Regions from separate parts of the Mus musculus genome. Here region 2 is linked to region 1. The links are chromatin contacts, called in public promoter capture Hi-C maps. All regions are on one chromosome and are shown on one strand. The core of a region is the stretch at or near the end of the contact, and the rest is flanking DNA. Distances in the headings are between cores, read along the strand shown.

Region 1 (3,284 bases), core at 693-3,192:
TTATTTGCTTTGAAAATTAACAAGATGCACACATAAGTACTTGGCAGATGCTCTGCCGCAGTGCAGTGCTCAGTGGTTTTTATCTCTTCATTTCATTTCATTTCTAATCCTTCCTTTCCTCTTCACCTAAGCTCAGTGATTTGTTCTGAAATGCAGCATCATGGTGCAGTGGGAGGGGGTGCCTTAGTGAGCCCTTTTATAGCAAGCCAGGCTTGTACCTGGCTGTTGCTAGGTAACTGTTAGGAGGAGCCTAGAAGAAATGCTAACACTCAGAACAAAGGGAATCTAAAAGGTGAAGACCACAGTAACATCACCATGACTCTTAAAGAATTATGCCCTCTGTAGTCTAACCTTAATATCAAATAACTAAAATTCTTATTTAGGTCCACTACACAATGGCTACTCGACTGACCAATCTAGATTTTGTGATCCTGTATGAAGACATCTCTCTACTACTATAAAAGTTAGAACTAGACATTCTGATGAAAGCAAGGGGTTTGTTTTGTACGGCCTTGGTCTGGTTGCAGACATTATTTTGTTGTTGTTTTGTTCTTGGAAAATATCAAGTATTGGAAACAATCATTTATGAAAATTAACCAAACATAGGTGTGGCAGTGCTCAGCTGTAATCCCAAAACCAAGGATACTGAGGCAAGATGATTGTGGATTTAAGTCCACCCTGGGCTACTAATAATACCACCTCTGCTACTGCCTCCTCCACCTCTTTCTCCTCCTTCTCTTCCTCCTCCTCTCCACCACCACCACCGCCATCATCATCATCTTTCAGAAATTTGTAGGAAATTAGTGATCATTACAGTAGTGTGGTCAGATGGAGAAGACTCCATATTCTTTGTGATTAGTACAGAAATTGAAAATGCTTCTAAACATTTCCATCACTTTGGTATAATCCCAACGGACAAGCTCATGAGAAGTGGACTTTTCTTATTTGAGAGACCAGCAGTTCAGAAGTCCTATTGAGTTGCACGAGGCTGGAGCTGCTTATTAGTAATGCGCAGAAGGGTTCGCATGCTAGGCAACTAAAGACTGAATGGAGAGGGGTAAAGGACTGGCCCTCTACATCAAGTAGATTAAAAATCGTGTTCTATGTTGTTGAATAATTGATCTGTCAATATTAAAGAGTTCATTTTTAAAAGGGTCATTTAAAAGTAGAAACATCAAATGATATGTGTATGTTTCTCATGAAAAACATTGTAAGACATGTTTTCATTTTTGCCCCTCCCAGTCAGTCCTCTGGCTAAAGGATGTGTTGGCGCTAAACCATCAGCTTTGAGAGCACTCTGCCATCTTGTGGTTGTAGTCTGTAACGGATTGTCTTAGCCCAAAGAGTTTAGATAATCTTAGCCACAGACCAAATACTTCAAAAAGGCCACTTTCAAAGAATGGAATGTACTGTGGAAATAGGAAAGAAAAATAACTTCCCATGTATCTTCATTTATTTGTTAGTTTAACTACTTTTGAGACTCTGTATTTCAGACTGGCCTGGTACTCTCGGTATAAAGAAGGTTGGCCTCAAACTCAGAGTTCTCTCTGCCTTCCCGGGTCTGGGATTAAAGGCGTGTATCACCACGCCCGGCTCCCCAGAGCTTTAAACAGGCTTCAAGACCTTAGAAATGTCTGCTTGACATCGGTATGCTCTATGGGTGCCTTTAAAATGAGTCACTTTGCATTGCTGTATGGTAGGAGCATGGGAGATTTGAGCCCCATCAGAGAGTACCAAAACATTCCCATTCAAATTATGAATAAGTAAGGCTATAGGTCCCAACACACTAACTTTGGCTGGATTCTAGGGAATAGGAAAGTCTCTGCAAGACGACCCAAGACGACTGAGAAAGAAAAACTACAAATCCCAGAAAGCTCAAGGAACAACCTAAAACTCCCAGCATGCCTGAGGGACAACACGGCGGCTGCGCAGACTGGCGCGCGGGTGCTCCTGGGATGTCAGCATGGCGGCGTTCGCAGATTTGGATTTAAGAGCGGGCTCAGACCTGAAGGCTCTGCGCGGACTCGTGGAGACTGCTGCTCACCGTGAGTCTACTGGCTTGGCTCTGTCCCCCACACCATCCAGCTTTGTTTGGTAGTTTTTTCAGGCCCCATTCCGGTCTCTCGTGTGATCTGCCTGACGTCCCTAAAGGCAGAGAATAGCTGCAGTATCACCCGGATCCCCTGGGTGAGAAACTCGGGCTCTTGACAAAGCTGTTGTTGTTTGTGTTTGCCCAGTCATTCGTGCAGAGGGAGAGAACGGAGGCCTAAGGGGTCGAGGCATTGGCATGGAGCCTGCGAGCTGATGAATGATAGGAACAGGGACTGGTCCCCTCAGCCAGTGCTTTTGGTATCAGCCCCTTTTGAGTCACACGGCATCTGTCAAATACAGAAAGCTGGGTCTCGGGCAGGAACTGCTGTGGGAGCTTAGAGAATGGGAAGGGCGTTACCTTATTTCTCTCGAGCATCTCAAGTGCCTTAAGGATGAACGTTGATCATGTGAGCTCTCACCTGGCATAGGGCCTGCCAAATAATAGATTCTCAAATCCCTTCGAGAGGAAGGAAAGTAGGGCGTTATTGGGCTGACTGGGAAGACGAAGGGCCGCTATTTTATCATTACCATGCATTATTCTTTTAATATTAATACACTATTATCCTGTCAGTATTTTAGGCAACTTAAAGACAAGAGTCGTGATTTAAATGTATTGGGGACAGGGCACTTGTCTGTTGTGATGGTAAGACAAGCCTGTAGTGTCCCTCGTCTGTTATTGTAGAGTACCTCAAAAGAGATGTGAGGGAGTCATCACTCCATTGCTCCGTAGGAAAGGGAGCAAATGTGAGGGGGATCGCAGAAGAAAGAAATGATAACAAAGGTGACAGAAAGACATAAAACTTGAGTCTTTAGCATTGTGTTAATATGAACCACAGCCTAAATATGTGCCTGGCTTCTAAATGTGGCAGCTAAATATGTGCACTCTTCTAAAATACTGGTGCTGTTTCACTTCATTTTCATGACACTTGAAAGTCCTGTCTGCTGTTAACATCATGGGACAGGTGAAGAACCTGAAACTTCACCTTAAGTCACAATAAACAGTAGGGCTCAGGATCTGCCTCCTACCCCACCCCCTTATTTTCCAGGTCTCGGAATTGAATCCAGGACTCTGTGTATGCCTAGCAAGCATCCTGACACTTAGCTACATCCCTATTGTCATGCCAGACTCTTGAATCTCTTATCAATATGATCATTGTGAACAAGAAAGTATATTTTTTAAATGATCTATTTTT
Region 2 (3,404 bases), core at 317-2,816, 2.8 Mb after region 1:
TGGCTTATTTCTGTATGTATTCTGGGTACTGTCCCTGTAACTAATACAGGATCTATCTACTCTCTCTCTCTCTCTCTCTCTCTCTCTCTTTCTGGTTTATACACATTCTTTGGTTTTTCCTTTTGAAAGATGTTTTGTGTATGTATGTTCAGGTGTGTGTGTTCCTATGTATGAGGTAAGTATACACTCATATTTAGGGAGGAGAGAGTTCAACTCAGCTGTTACTCCTTTGGGACTGCCCATCTTATTGTCTGAGACATGACCTCTTAATAAGATCTAAGGCCAGCTGCCTTAGCCAGGCCGGTTACCAGAGCATCCCAGGGACTGCCTCTCCAATGTTAGCTGTACAAGGGCATTCTACAAAGTGGCTTTTTATGTGAGTGCTGCGATACAGGAAAGGTCCTCATGCTTGCATGACAACGTGACCAACTGAGCTATCTTCCACCTTTCAAAAGATCTTGATAATAAACGCTTTTACTGCTTTGTTTTGCTAAGTATTCCATTCTATTTCTATACTTGCTTTCAGAGGCATTTGTAGAATGAATGGTCTCTAGTTACTGCATTATCCTACTACAACAATGTCTATTTGGGCCTTTTACAACAACTTCATCTCTTCTGAAATACCAACACTATTGGGTCTCTGCCCTATGCTCATTCTTCTATGGAGGTAGAGTCACTTGATATCCCCCGACCCCCTTTGTGGCTTACATAAATGGCCCCTTCGACCAAACCAGAACTTTAACCCAAGTTTATAACTCTCACTATGTTAGTTAATTCCAATGTCTTTCCCCAATCCAGTTTCCTGTTTCTTCACACCACAGCAATCTCATAGCCTTGTTATTCCTGGCTGCTCTCCTATCACTCCTGTGGCTAGTTATTATGTCTTGCGATTCACACATTAAATACATTTTATTTCCACTAAACGGTCATTATATCTTAATCCATTACCACAGGTTGCTGCAGTTATTTTTTTTAATATTTATTTATTATATGTAAGTACACTGTAGCTGTCTTCAGACACTCTAGAAGAGAGCATCAGATTTCGTTACAGATGGTTGTGAGCCAGCATGTGGTTGCTGGGATTTGAACTCAGGACCTTTGAAAGAGCAGTCGGCAATCTTAACCACTGAGCCAAACAGTCCTTCTCGCCCTGGCTCCATTTCATTTCCGTACCCAGGTGACACGACAACCAACAACCAACGTGTTAAAAAGTGTTAGGAGATCAGACTTTGGTAAACATGGAAGACTAAGTGGAAAAGATAGGTAAGGGGCTGTCATGTGGACAACGAAGCCCTGAACGGTTCCAGGAGTTCTTCACTGCTGTTAGAGAAGGTAAAAACTGTCAAGACAGGAGCACTTAAACTAACTTCCTTAGTTTCCTCTCACAAACAAATCGCCGTCAAGTGATATGGTTTATGCGAAGTGAGCCTTGCCCTCCCTTAGGCTAAGCACTGTCACCCGGGTGGAGGATCTCAGATTGTCCTCCCGGGTCGCTCTAGCTGCCGTCTCTATGGTTCGGGGACGCGCCGGGTCGCGGGCAGGCCCGGCCCCGCTGGTGCGCGTGCGCGATCCCAGCGCGTGCCCGGCCTCCGGCAACTGCCCCGGCCGCCGGGTGGGAGGGGTGGGTCCGGGGACGTCGCGGCGGCCGTGGCCGCGAACCCTGCACGCAGGGCAGTCCTCCTCCGCCGCCTCAGATGATGGGTCCCGAGGATGCCGGAGCCTGCTCGGGAAGGAACGCCGAGCTGCTCCCAGTCCCGGGGCCCATGGGTCAGGACGGGAAGACCGTCCCGGCCACCAGCGGCTTTAGCGGAGGCGCTGTCGCCGCGGAGCCGCCGGAGGAGGCTGGAGAGGAGGAGGCGCCGCCGCCGCGGCAGCTCCTGCAGCGGTACCTCGCGGCGGCCGCGGGCCCGCTGAAGCCCGGGCTCGGCGGGGCGGAGGCGGAGGCGGAGGAGGCGGCGGCGGCAGCAGTCCCCGCGGCGCGCGGCTCAGGCATGACCAACGGAGACTCGGGCTTTTTGCTGCGCCAGGACCGTCGCGGCCCAGAGGAGGCACGTCGCCGCCGAACCTGCGGCCGTCCCTGCCTGCTGGAGCCCGCGGACGAGGGCGTGGACGGTGCGGGTGGCCTGGACGACTGGGCCGCGCCGCTCGAGGACCCGCTGCGGAGCTGCTGCCTGGCGGCCGGGGACACGGACGACCCGGACCCCGCAGCCGCCACCCCTGCCGGGAGGGCCGTCGAGAGCGCGGAGCCCAGCCTCGGCCTCCCCGACGCCCGCTTCGGCTCTCGGAACACGTTCGAGGTGAGCCGCCGTCAGAGCGCCGGCGACCTCCTGCCCTCAGCGGGGCCGTCCGCACCCTTGCCAGCGGCAGAGCAGGGTCCCGGGGGCACCACGGCTCGGGCTCGACGGAGCGGTGGCTTCGCGGATTTCTTCGCCAGGTATCACACTGGCCGCGCGAGGGGCTTGGGCGGGGCCGGGAACGGGCTGCCTTCCAGCGTACGGAACAGGAACGTCGGGACTCAGCTTTGATCTGTCGCTAGGGTAGGGGGACCGGATGGCTTTGTGAGCTCCGGGCCTGGAGCCAGGATTGGTGTTACTCCGTCCCCAGGAAGCGTTGTGCTTCCAGGTCTGACCAGCCTCCCAATACTACACATTCAGTTTCTTCATCTGGAACATCAGATAACCACTGCCCTATTATTTTTTTGTAATTGTATTACTAGGATTTGGACTGGGCGGGCGGCAGTGTGTGGTGTAGAAGTCTGTGAAGTTTATTTGCTTGGAGTCTAAGCCCGTTCCATTAGTTTGGGGATTCGAGGTTTTTTTTTAAAAAAAAAAATAATTTAACTGCACACTTATTTTGTGTTAATGTGTGTGCGCACATGTATCCTTGCGTGGAGATCAAACAATCTTTGGGCTCTTCCTCTCCCATTCTCTGGATAGGGGGGATTCAACTCAAGTCAAGTCTAGTGGAAAATGTCTTTGCTATTTTGCGGGCTTAGTTTGGGGATTCTTAAATTCAGAAATGATTTTTTTTTTCTTTTTCTTTTTTGATTTTTGTCGGCTGATCTCGAACTCACAGAGATCCGCTTGTTTCTGTTTCCCAAGTGCTGACATTAAAGGCATATGCCGCCATGCTGGGCTCAGAAATGATATTTTTTTCATAGTATTTGTTTCCGTTGCTTTTACTAAAGCTCATTCCTTGTCGGGAGTACACACTTTTAATGCCGGTACTCCTATAGAAGGATGAGGCAGGAAGATTGCCATGAGTTCAGGGGCAGCCTGGACTACACAGCTATTAGTAGATCTACTAGCAGACCAGCCAGGGTTACATAGCACGATCTTGTTTCTAAACAAAGCGAAACAGAACGAAACTGGCAGTTTAGTGCTTAGAATAAGATCCCAGTCTTT

What was found. Promoter capture Hi-C pulls out the DNA fragments that hold promoters and counts their contacts.
Region 2: a promoter capture Hi-C map of hippocampal neurons shows a contact between it and region 1, with 2.9 times the contacts expected there. A contact is called at or near these places in 2 of 39 promoter capture datasets (hippocampal neurons and pre-B cells) and 1 of 130 datasets of targeted methods (astrocytes).

Annotation. Positions count from the first base shown.
Region 1 is chr19:36,081,774-36,085,057 of GRCm38.p6, forward strand. It overlaps Rpp30 (ribonuclease P/MRP 30 subunit), which reads left to right and starts at 1,943. Exons shown (of 11, transcript NM_019428.3): 1 at 1,943-2,045. The coding sequence starts at 1,964.
Region 2 is chr19:38,835,013-38,838,416 of GRCm38.p6, forward strand. Tbc1d12 (TBC1D12: TBC1 domain family, member 12) reads left to right here and starts at 1,567. Exons shown (of 13, transcript NM_145952.4): 1 at 1,567-2,434. The coding sequence starts at 1,695.